Linked DNA regions of Mus musculus: regions 1 and 2 are each linked to region 3. A link is a contact called in public promoter capture Hi-C data. All regions are on one chromosome and are shown on one strand. The core of a region is the stretch at or near the end of the contact, and the rest is flanking DNA. Distances in the headings are between cores, read along the strand shown. Region 1 holds the start of Ccdc77 (coiled-coil domain containing 77). Region 2 holds the start of Slc25a18 (solute carrier family 25 (mitochondrial carrier), member 18). Region 3 holds the start of Hdhd5 (haloacid dehalogenase like hydrolase domain containing 5).

Region 1 (4,065 bases), core at 1,017-3,516, 170 kb after region 3:
TGTGTCTGTCTGTCATTCATTTGCCGACTCCTTGTCCATCTGCAACTAGAGACTCGTTCCACACAGACAAAGGGACCCAGAGGGTCTGCAGCACTCTTTTTAAAAATTGGAAATGTGGGGCTGGAGAGATGGCTCAGTGGTTAAGAGCACTGGCTGTTCTTCCAGAGGTCCAATTCCCAGCAACCACATGGTGACTCACAACCATCTGTAATGGGATCCAATGCACTCTTCTGGTGTGTCTGAAGTCAGCAACAATGTGTGTATGTGTGTGTGTGTGTGTATATATATATAATAGATTCCTCTAAAAATTGGAAATATATAGGAAGGAATGAACCATGCTTTTTTTTTTTTTTTTTTTTTTTTTTTTTTGGTTTTTTCGAGACAGGGTTTCTCTGTGTAGCCCTGGCTGTCCTGGAACTCACACTGTAGACCAGGCTGGCCTTGAACTCAGAAATCCGCCTGCCTCTGCCTCCCGAGTGCTGGGATCAAAGGCGTGCGCCACCACACCCGGCTGAACCATGCTTTTAAAAATAGTATTTATGCTATAATTTATACCATAATATTAAAATTTTAGATTTACTTCATGAGTGTTTTGTCTGCAGGTATGTATGTGCCTACTGCCCACAATAGGAGGTCAAAAGACTGGGACTTGTCTCCAGTCAAGGGATTACATATTCAAATGTTATGTCTAGTCAGTCTCATTTAAACATCAGGAGGATATATGAAGAGCTGAGGGTGGTGGCTCATGCCTCTAAACCCAACACTAGTTGGGGAACCCTGTCTCAGCAACAAAAGAGGATATATAAAAGGAAGTTACACAAGAAAGGATCAATTCTGCAATGCATAGTAGCATTACTTTAAAATTTGGAAAGCTTGAAAATTGAAGCTTTTATGCCTATGTCAACTTCAGTGGCTCACTGATAAGTGTACACAATTTTTTCAATATGATATTTCAAATATCATTGGTTTTCCTATTCATGTCATAGGAAAGGATAAAGAGAAAGTTTATAGTTTTTCCTTCTTTGTTATTCTATTTTGGTTAGTCCCTGGGAAATTCTTGGAGTCAGGCTTGGGTGAGAAGTATAGTTCAGTGGTAGAATACTTGTTTACCATTAAGTAACCATGATTCCTTTTTTGGTTTTGTTTTGTTTTGTTTTGTTTTGTTTTGTTTTGTTTTGTTGAGACAGGGTTTCTCTGTATAGCCCTGGCTATCCTGGAACTCACTTTGTAGACCAGGCTGGCCTCGAACTCAGAAATCTGAGGCCTGCCTCTGCCTCCCGAGTGCTGGGATTAAAGGCATGTGCCACCACGCCCGGCAGGACCATGATTCCTGAAGCCTTAGTTCAGTCGCAGGGTGAATCCAATGACTGAGCAAACAAGCAAAGAGCCATTAAAATGTGTTTGGAGTCAGAGGTGATGAGCTATAATACCTCTCTGTGTGTTTGTTTTGTTTGTTGTTTGTTTAAGGGTGTAGTTCTGCCCTAGAACTTGCTGTGTAGACCCAGCTGGCTGCCCCTGCCTCCCATACACTGGGCTTATGCCTGAGTCCCAGAATTTGAGGGTAGATGCAGGAGGATCTCTGAGGCTTCTACACAGCAAGATCCAAGCTAAACTGGATACATAGTGAGTCCTGGTTTGGTTCCTCACACCCATATGGTGGCTCACAACCATCCCTCTTTAATTACATCTAAGCTAAGGCATAGAAAACTCTGTCTCCTCCTCTCCTCTCCTCTCCTCTCCTCCCCTCCCCTCCCCTCCCCTCCCCTCCCCTCCCCTCCCCTCCCCTCCCCTCCCCTCAAACTCCTGATCCTTTTTATGTCCCTTCTCAGGAATTGGGATTACAGGCTTTTACAACTCCGTAGGATTTGTAGAACGTTTCTTAGGCTCACTTGAAACAAACTAAAGGCTCACTCGAAACAAATGATAATGTGTACTAAACTCTCCGAGGAGTTCTCGTGATTATGTATGTCATTTATGCAACAGGTTTCATTAAAGGAAAATAGTTAAGTGAGTTTAGACTGAGTTGTCAAAACGAGTTCTAACAGCCAAGGGATACTTACCTCCCCCCTCCACACGCATTCTGTCTTTGCGCAATGCTGTGTGCAGAAGAGAAACTACACTTCCCAGGAACCTCTGCCGGTGAGGCGCAAGGCAAGATGGGAAGTACTGCTGGGTGAACAACCGTCCTATTGGTGTGCAACCTAAAAGGCCGCCTGAGCTCGTGAGCGATTGGTAGGATTTTGTAGATGCTCGCTGATTTGAGTTGTTTTTCGGTTGCGTTGTTGGACGCCAGGGGTTAGCACTTGGTGAGTGTGGATTTCAGGGAAAGGGTGAAAGTTTTTTGGGGAGTAAATATGGTGGGATAAAAGCCTTAGTAATCAGTGCGGAAGGGAGCTACAGGAGACTAAACCTAGGGCCAGTCAAGGAAAGATTGTCTGTAAAAAGAGAAGTTTCCGGGACGCGGAGAGCTTTAAGAATGACTGAGCAAAGATCTGCTCAAGAACTGTATGAACTTGCCAGAGAACAGGATCCAGACGTCCTGAGATGGACGGAGTTCCGTCTCCGTCTTCCTCCCACTTGCTTAAGCTTCGATTTCCTCGTTTGAAAAATAAGGGATAATAAAAATACTTCAGAAAGTGGTTATGCGGGTAAATACGACTTTTTAGGGACGGGGTTGTGGCCAATATGTAGAGTGTTTGCTTAGCACGCCTGTGCCCTCAATTCGATCTCTTACACCTACAAAACAGAAACCCATCACCTTTTATATAAATAGAGGCATTCCTGCCTTGCAAGGTAGGATTAAGATGGCTTCTGTCTGCCTGGAAGATAGGTTATCATAGTAAAACTGCAAATACAGGCATTTATCAGTGAGGGGGGAAAAAAAGCTTTTAAATTTTTTTAATTATTCGTTTTTGTTTTTTGATTCGGGAATCTTACTCTGCAGCCCACGTGGGCTTGCAGTTCACTATATGTACCAGACTGGTCTCAAACTCTTGGCATTATACTCTTGTCTCGGTCTTCTGAGTGTTGGGAGTACAAGTACACAATCAGTTTATGGTTTTTCTGTTGTTTATTTGAGACAAGACCTTGCTCTGTTCCGGGCTTGCCTGGAATTCAACTCTGTACCCTAGGCTGCCCTCAATGTTGGGTGATCTTCCCAGTGCTAGCTTTTAATGACAGATGCCACTACAATTGGCTTTCTAGATCGTCTTGAATGGAAAAACTCAAGAAAGAGATGGAAGAAATAGTATTTAAGATGAATTTTACATGCAGAATACACTTGATTAAGTGAATTTACTAGAGTTGTGGAAGGAGTTATAATTGAACTGCCAGGAAGCTCATGAGCAAAGGCATAGAACCAAGAACATTATGTGCCTCTGGCGTGGTGTATAAGCTTTTAATCCCAGTGCTCGGGAGCCAGAGGCAGGCAATCTCTGTAAGTTTTAGACCAGCCTGGTTTACATAGTTCCAAGCCAGCCGTAGTGAGATCCTGTCCAAAAAAACAAACAAAAAAAACATTTTATAAAAACAGGGTATATCTGGGGAAAGAGATAAAAATAAGTCAGGGAAGAGAGGTTAGGCTCTAAAATAGAAAGTTCTGAATTCTAGGCTTTATTTAATGTTCGTGTCTGTAAGTAGCCACTTGTCAGCTTGTGATTTTTTTGTTTTGTTTTGTTTGTTTGTTTGTTTTGTTTTTTTTGGAACAAGGTATCTATCACTATATAATGCTGGTTGTCCTGGAACTCAGGCTGGATATGAGAATCTAGAAAAGTATGGCCTAACCTTTCCCTTAAATCATTAGACAGGGGCTAGAGGGACGGTTCAAGTGTTTGAGAACACAGGCAGCTCTTCCAAGGGACCTGGGTTTGATTCCCAGCACCCACATGGCAGCTCACAGTAAACATGCATCTAGTGCACAGACACACATGCAGGGAAAACACCCATACACATAAAATAATCATATTTTTAAAATTATTAGAGCCAACAGTATAAAAATGGTATAAGAGGACTCAGCAGGTTGAGGTGACAACTTGAGGCTGACCCTCCTAGAGATACCAGGGAGTA
Region 2 (3,943 bases), core at 226-2,725, 240 kb before region 3:
GGCAGCTTCAGCTTTGGTTGGCTTTGGTTCGGTTACAGGCAGAGAGAAAGAAGGGTGATGGGTCTGGAAAAGTACAGCAAAGTTAAGAGATGCACCTGAACTCTCTTTAAGCAAATTTCCAGGCAGGATCAAAGGTCTACTTGCTTCCAGAGTGGCCCTGCAAGATCCCAAGTCAGCTAGGAAGGCAGTATTTCCAACCCCCCAGGCCCAATGACCAAGTCTTATGTTACCGGGATACCCTAATGACACAGGTACACAGTCAAGCTTTCCAACTTTCTGGCTGGCTTTCAATCTTGAGTGCATCATGAAAACCAATCTCTTTAAGGCAGGTTTTGTGTAGCCCAGGAAACCAGTAAGAGGCAGTCTGGCAGGAGCTTGTTAACTAAAATGTTGCAGCAGCTGAGGGACTATCATGTATTATTAGTAGGCTGTTAGATAGCAAAGGACTACAGTTTTGATATTAGGGCCACAGTTTGAAAACTTTGAGGTGCAGAGAAAATGGGAAACTGAACTGGACTGAGACCAATGAAAGGAAGACAGCAGGTGGCCTAAGTCAGGGTGGACAGTAAGGGAGTTCGTCAGCTTTGCTATTTCTTCCCAAGTATAGATGAGAGGACATCTGTTACCATTTAGTCAGCAACATAAGCTGCCTTCCATAGTTCTTCAGGAGACGTTAGTGGAGATAGATATATCCGCTAGGTATGAAGGTAAAATTCAGCTCAGATCAGAAAGGTGTAAAGCCCTAGATTTGATGCCAGGTCCTTCCACTATGGGGGTGCTCTTATGGTCTGTGATGCATCATCAAAGAGGGTGTCTCACATCAGGGGGCTGGGCACTTCATGGGCTGATCAGGCAGGAGGAGGAAGGCACAGAACCTACATTTAAACCAGGTTCTAGGTGATGTTTGTTCATAACGTAGGTTACTGTCTGACAGATACCAGGTCAGACTTAACCTGTGCACTGATGTCTGTCCAGGCCAAATGGTGTGAACACACCAAGAACCACCCTGCTGCAATGAGTAACAAACCAGACTTCACCCTCTTCACCTCTGGCTAAGCACCATCCCTTCCAGCACTTTGGTTGCTGTAGGCTGGTTTCCTTCAATGTGTCCCCCTTTACTAACTGAGGAAAGGACAGTAGTCTTTCCTCTGTATTCTGAAGGAGCAGGCAAAGTGCCAGGCAGATGCTGCTCATCAGTCTGCTGGGCCTCAAGTGGATGCAGCAAACTGCGGGAGTGGGGATTCTGTGCTGAGTATGCACAGACATTTTCTCTCGTCAGTGCTCAACAGTACAGCGTGACAGCTCTATACATGGGGTTTTTAAAAGAGACAACAATATACAGGGCCATGTGCATAGATGGTATGCAAATACCAAGTTACATGGGGACTTAAGCACTGGGACTTAGCACTGGGAATTCTGGAACCGATCCCTAAGGACAGCAAGGGCAACTGTACTTACGGACAAGGCGTTTAGGGGTCACTCCACATCTGTGTTTGGTATACTCCAGGCCCGGCTGTGCTGGATCTTGTCTTTGCCTTCCTTCCTATAAAGACTTAACTCTTCCCTAGAGTTAAAACTCGTGATACAATCTGAGGAGCTGGCTTCACTGCTTCAAAACCTCTGCTCAGCCAGACCAGGGTGAATGGTCCTATGTGGTCAGAAATGAGCCCACAGGATGAGCAAGTTGTGGTTTTCCACTCCTCAAATGGTCTCAAGGCACCTGCATTAAAATTCGTGTCATGGAGGCACGGGGGCAGGGACTCCAGGATACAATAGCTCAATCTGGGCATTTCCCAGCTGCCTTCTTGGCTGCTACAGCACTTCACTGTGCACTGAAAGCTTTTGCTAAAACTGCCTCAGGAAACTAGAGGAGTGAGCCTTGTAAGCACAAAGGAGACAGAAACAAATGCACAAACACTGTCCTTTCAAAAGCTCAAGGAACTGAATCCAGGGCAACAGATCAACAAGGCCAAGCTACCAGAGCGAAGTGGGGGGTGAGGACAGGGAAGTCTGCCCTGACAGGCAGCAGCATCGGTGCTCAGAGCTTTGCCACTCCTGGCCGAGCTGGAAGGATTTACAGCCACCCAGGAGAAAAGAGCCACAGCCAAAGACACCATGTACATAATAGCCACAGATCATAAGCCATTCCCCTTCCAGAAGACTCCAGCTAGGTATTTCTCCGTTATTAATATTTTCAGGGAGAGATCAGAACAATACTGCACAAACAAGTTTTAAAATCAAGCTCACTAGTAGTAGAAGATAGTATTTTTTGTTGTATACAGGATTTAGCATTGTTTCGTCAAAATGATTTGTGTAGAATAGACACTTTCTTTTGAGATAGGATCTTGTGTATCCTAAGCTGTAAGCTATGTATACAAGAGGACTTGATTTTGAGCTTCCTGCCTCTCTGACACACACCCAGCTTCATCTGGAGTTGGAAGTTGGAACTTGAGGCCTCACACACAGTATAGACACTCTTTTTTGTTTGTTTTTTGAGACATGGTTTCTCTGTATAGCCCTGGCTGTCCTGGAACTCACTCTGTAGACCAGGCTGGCCTCGAACTCAGAAATCCACCTGCCTCTGCTTCCCGAGTGCTGGGATCAAAGGTGTGCGCCACCACACCGGCCGCAGACACTCTTATCAATTGATCTACATCAAGTTCTAAGAATTAAGTTCTATTTTGTTTACAGTAGATCTATTTTTAATTGACATACAGGATTGTACATGTAAATGACTGCCTGTATCTTATATGCACAATGGAAGTCAGAACTGAGCACTGGATCTCTTGGAACTGGAATTGCAAGCAGTTGTGAGTTGCTCTGTGGGTACTGGGAGAAGCAAGTACTTTTAACACTGAGCCATTCCTCCAGGCCCACAGCTAAATTCTTAGTAATCTGGCTTTCCCTGTTGAGGAATTATGTAATATGGGGGTTTTGGGTGGAGAATAAGTTAGGCTCCCAAGTTTCTATTTTCTAAGGGACAGTAGGGTGCACAAGGAAGCAGCTGTCTGGATGCCTAAGGCATGATGCAACTGGGCTGGGTTTCTGAGAGGCTGGTGCATGGGGCTGGCAGCCAGTGACTTGCCATCCCACTCCAGGCAAACAGAAACCACCACCATCAGAGAGAACAATGTGACCAGCATAGTACACACCTAGGTTTCCTAAAAGTGTTCATCCTAAAGCTTACTTTGTTCCAGAAATTACATAGACATGCAACCACACTAGAAAATAAAGTGACACAGCGTATTTTATAGAAGAAATGCCCTTTTCTATTGTGTAACGTTCTCAGGACTGGGTTGTTTTACTTTTGTATGTTTTGAAGAGGCCTTGAGCTGGAGAGATGGCTCAGCAGATGAAAATGTTTACCTTTTTAAGCCCACCAATCTGAGTTTGAGCCCCAGAACCCATGTGAAGGAAAAGAGACAAGTCCTTGTTGCATTAGCTGGCCACCAGCTACTAACTGACCTGCAGTCTTCAGAGTCCAGAGATTGTGGGTAGGCACATGTATGGCTGAATTATTATGGAATGAGGACTACTTAAAAGTGTAATAATAAAAGCAGCTAGGTAGTTTGGTCTAAGACCACGGTTGATTACATAACCTACCTAATCAAAACATTTCCCAGGAACTAGAACTAAAAACAATTGGGTTAGCCTAAGCTTCATTGGGCTTGCAGCTCCCTCTTCTGGATATCTGTAACTTGGATGACTACAAGCTACAGGTTATCTATGGTCTCTGTCAACTGACTGCTCACCAAAGGCTCTGCAAGGAGAGCAGTCAATGCCAAACATGGCCATCACTTTTGGGAAGATACCTGCAACCAGCCATGCATTGTAGCTGGGATGAGGATAAAGGTCCCAGGTGGGTACCACAGACTAGCTGTGATGGGTTTTGCCCTGGCCATAGTTAAGACTGTACCACTGTGAAGATTCTTGGCATCTAAGT
Region 3 (3,762 bases), core at 832-3,331:
TAAGTCATAAGATACTTTTGCAAGGTTTTGGTCTGGTTAAGTAAGTTTTGAAGTGATCATTTTTTTAGGATTTAAAGGATCATTAGTATTTTAGTCATTGATTTTTTTGGCGGGGGAGGGGGGGCAGAGGAAGGAGGAGAGTGAGCCAGGGTTTCTCTGTGTGGCCCTGGCTCTTCTGGAACTCCCTCTGGAAAGCAGATTGACCTCCAACTCAGAGATTCACCTGCCTCTGCCTTGAGAGTGCTGGGATTAAAGGCAAGTGCCACCACTGCCCCAAGGTCCCCGGTTTGTTTTTCTGTCTGTTTATTTGTTTGTTTGTTTTAAAAACTTTCTTATGAAAAGCATTGGGAAGGGGTGGAGAGATGGCTCAGCAGTTAAGAGCACCGACTGCTCTTCTGAAGGTCCTGAGTTCAAATTCCAGCAACCACATGGTGGCTCATAACCATCCATAACAAGATCTGACTCCCTCTTCTGGAGTGTCTGAAGACAGAAGTGTCTGCAGTGTACTTACATATAAGAAATAAGTCTTTACAAAAAAAAAAAAAAAAAAAAAAAAAAAAGCATTGGGGAAAAAAAAGTCACAGAGCCAGACTACACAATTCAATGAACTTCCATTCAGGACAGAAGCTGTGGTGTTTTACACTGTCTCTCTCAGATATGTTTTTATGCACGTATCCTGTTGCTTTCAGAGGGACCCTCCCTATTACCAGTTGTATCCAGACTTAGTGCAGGATGGAGTGAAGACTGAGCTCTGAAGATCTGGTGAGGGGTAAAATATGTGTTTTCACAGGGGAGGCTGTCACTAGAACAAGTGTGGGTACATTTAAAACCCTCAGGCTGCTAAATTGGTTTCTTTATATCATCATCATCATCATCATCTAGATAATGTCTTGGGGTGATCCTTCTGCAAGCCTCTGGAGCGCTAGGATAATAGGTATGAGCCACCACCTCACCTATTCCTAAATTAGTTTCTTATTTGAAAAGCGGGAAGAGGTTAAAACAAAACAAAACAAAACAAAACAAAAACCAAACCTGGACAGGGTATCCCCTGACTGGGCTTAGGTGCTGTGTGCTATGGTGGGTTTGACTAACGGCAATACATCTTCCAATTTTTCATCAACAGCAGTTACTCTGATTTATGATCTTAGTCCTCAAAGCTGAGAAGCAATGGACACAACGGAAGTGAGTTAGCGCGGAGTCCTTGTGCATTCCTGACCCTCCAACCCATTCTCTTCGACTCACTACTTTTTTTGGCATGATTATATCCAGGAACAGGTCAAAGACTAAGGAAGAGAGCATCTCACACCTTTCAAACAAAGCGAAGAGAGAGTTCTTTCTGCAGCAGGCTCCTATGTCAGGATGACCAGACTGACTTCCACTGTCCTTGCTCACTGACCTAAGCGTATTCTCTCCTCAGAGTGCTTAGCTGTACACATTACATGTTTGTTGAATCCATTATCTGACTTCTCGGGACAGTGCTCTTTTTTTTTTTTTTTACCTTGTTTCGTACACTGATCCCAGCCTCCCTACCAAGTGTGAATCAAGGAGATCTTTCCTTCCCGGATTTTGGGTCAGAGCCCGCAGGAAGTAGGACTGCCGCGCATGTTTACTGAGTAAAAGATTTTAAAGAGTAAGAAGCAGCACGCCATTCAACATTCTTTGGATGAGGCTCAGAGGATTTAGGTCTCAAAACAATGGTCTTCTTCCCCAATTCAAGGTTAGGCTGCCTTGTTCCACACGGTCACCCCAGCTCCAAAAAGTGCCGAGGAACACGCTCCCGGAAGTCAGCAGGTGCACTGATTGGTCAGGTGTCTGTCCTCCCAGCACGGGTGGCCGCGAGTCGATACTCGCTGACCCCAAGTCTCCTCTCGGGGAAGCGAGGGACCCAGAGCCTCGCCATTCAGTGTCAGGAACGCGCTCTCCGCTCCGAACTCGCAACCCGAGCCCGAGCTCCACGGTCGGACTACAACCCCCGAGAGGCCCTGCGCGGGCGGCCGCTGATTGGTTGCTCGGCTGTGCGTGGGAAGGGGGCACCGGGCTCGAGAGTGGGAGAGACACACAGTCTGCGCGTGCGCGCGACGGGCGCGATGGCTGCGCTCGCCGGGTTAGGGGTTCTCGGCGCCGGGCGCCATCTGTGGAAACTGCCTGTGCGCCTGTCTGCGGGGCTCCAGGGCTGCGGGCCCCGGAGGGGCTACATCGCGGGCAGCGCTGAGGTGAGGACGCATGGGGTCTGCACTCGCAGGGCCTGCGGGCGGGAGGGCCGTGCGGGCCACTGAGCATCCTGGCCTGGGGCCGCCCTCCCGGAGACCGTGGAGCCGCGGAACCCTTCGTCCTTCCCGAAGCGGTGTCCGGGTGCGCACCTTCCACCCGCTGGAAGAGTCCTTGTCCGGAGAAAAACCAACCCCAGGTCAGCCTCGGGTGGGTTCGCAGCTCCTTCCCGCGCGTCAGGAATGTGCCTCAGCAGTTAATTCGTTTCCACTTCTGCTCGAAGTAAGGGTTCGCGGATTCTTATTTCTAAAAAGGTAACTGTTTGAATATGGCCAGTAAACTGTACGGCTCAGGTGTGCAGCCATCAAGGCAAAGGAACTGTTATCATCATCATCATCATCATCATCATCATCATCATCATCATGTGTTGTGTGTATGTGAGACAGAGGGAGAGGGAGAGAGAAAGGAGTAGTAGGCAGGTTAGAGAACAACTTTGGGGTTCTCACCTTCCAGTGTGTGTTATGTGGAACTCATCTTCAGCCTTGTTCAACAAACTTTTAACAGCTTAGCCTTCTTGCTGGGCTTTGATTTTTTTTTTTTTTAATGTGAGTTTCCAAAAATTATGAGAGAGTATGAATTCCATATTTTTATTTTTCAAACAACTAATCACTTCGTTTTGGCGCACCTGCTTCTCTCTCCCGCTTTATGGCTGTAATACTTTAAATCCTGGAGTTTTTATTATTTAAACCCTAAACTGTGTGGGAAGCTTTAAAAGAGGCGTTTTACACTGAACCACAGTGCTATTACCATGCCTAACACACTTCTCTCGACTTATTTTGAAATTATAAGTGAATAGATTTGTTGTGTGTTTGTGTGAGAAGCCACAATACGTTCCCTAACTGACCTGTAGACCAGGCTAGCCAAAAGTCCTTGCTGACCCATCCACCTGCCTCTGCTTCCTAGGTGCTGGTTTTCAGGCATGTGCCACTAGGCCCGCTTTCAGGGATCCAGAGCAGTGTTGCTTGGATTCACAATGGGACAGAAATGAAATTGAACTGCTATCTCAAGGGAAGTGCGTCCCAGCTATCCTTGGGGTCACACAACAGCCATTACTGAACCCCTAGAGGGGTCTAAGCATGGTGTTTATAGAGAAATCCTACCCTCTTAGCTTTTCAGACCTGTATGCTGATTCTCTGTGGGAAGAGTAAGATGAGAAAATCAGACCAAAACTCTGAAAAAAAAAGTAAGGGCTTCTATGGGCCCTCTGAAATTTACCCATGAGTCCTAGGAATTTTTTGAGTTTTTGAGGGAAGGGCTGCAGGAATCCTGAGAGAGCACTGAGTATGAATGAGATATGCCGATTAGAGGAAATAGACTGATTACAAGGGGTGGACCTGAACTCGCCAGAAGCTGAAGCAGGGGATGTGAGCGGTGTGGCCAGATGGAGACCTCAGCCCCTCCCAGAATCCTCACTTAATTCCAGAACAGCCCAAGGAGTGATGAAAAGGGCCCCAGCTTGGCTGCTAGCTCAGTTTGAATTGGAATTCTGGACCC

Evidence for each region. Promoter capture Hi-C pulls out the DNA fragments that hold promoters and counts their contacts.
Region 1: a contact with region 3 is called in a promoter capture Hi-C map of pre-B cells, with 6 times the contacts expected there. The contact joins the promoter of Ccdc77 here to the promoter of Hdhd5 in region 3. A contact is called at or near these places in 15 of 39 promoter capture datasets (the 3T3-L1 cell line, 3T3-L1-derived adipocytes, the C10 cell line and 9 more), 7 of 484 Hi-C or Micro-C datasets (CD4 T cells, CD8 T cells, the N1E-115 cell line and 2 more), 3 of 115 datasets of contacts at active chromatin or transcription factors (effector CD8 T cells, memory CD8 T cells and pancreatic cancer cells) and 3 of 9 other capture datasets (adipose tissue, liver and pancreatic islet).
Region 2: a contact with region 3 is called in a promoter capture Hi-C map of neural stem cells. The contact joins the promoter of Slc25a18 here to the promoter of Hdhd5 in region 3. A contact is called at or near these places in 19 of 39 promoter capture datasets (the 3T3-L1 cell line, 3T3-L1-derived adipocytes, the C10 cell line and 12 more), 5 of 15 datasets of contacts at CTCF or cohesin (embryonic stem cells, large pre-B cells, pro-B cells and 1 more), 10 of 484 Hi-C or Micro-C datasets (embryonic stem cells, extraembryonic endoderm stem cells, palatal mesenchyme and 2 more), 21 of 115 datasets of contacts at active chromatin or transcription factors (astrocytes, cardiomyocytes, differentiating embryonic stem cells and 12 more) and 5 of 9 other capture datasets (adipose tissue, embryonic stem cells, liver and 2 more).

What each region holds. Positions count from the first base shown.
Region 1 is chr6:120,355,568-120,359,632 of GRCm38.p6, reverse strand. It overlaps Ccdc77 (coiled-coil domain containing 77), which reads left to right and starts at 2,266. Exons shown (of 12, transcript NM_001381936.1): 1 at 2,266-2,306.
Region 2 is chr6:120,771,300-120,775,242 of GRCm38.p6, reverse strand. Slc25a18 (solute carrier family 25 (mitochondrial carrier), member 18) reads right to left here and starts at 1,475. Exons shown (of 10, transcript NM_001081048.2): 1 at 1,459-1,475.
Region 3 is chr6:120,529,618-120,533,379 of GRCm38.p6, reverse strand. Hdhd5 (haloacid dehalogenase like hydrolase domain containing 5) reads left to right here and starts at 2,081. Exons shown (of 8, transcript NM_144815.2): 1 at 2,081-2,213. The coding sequence starts at 2,088.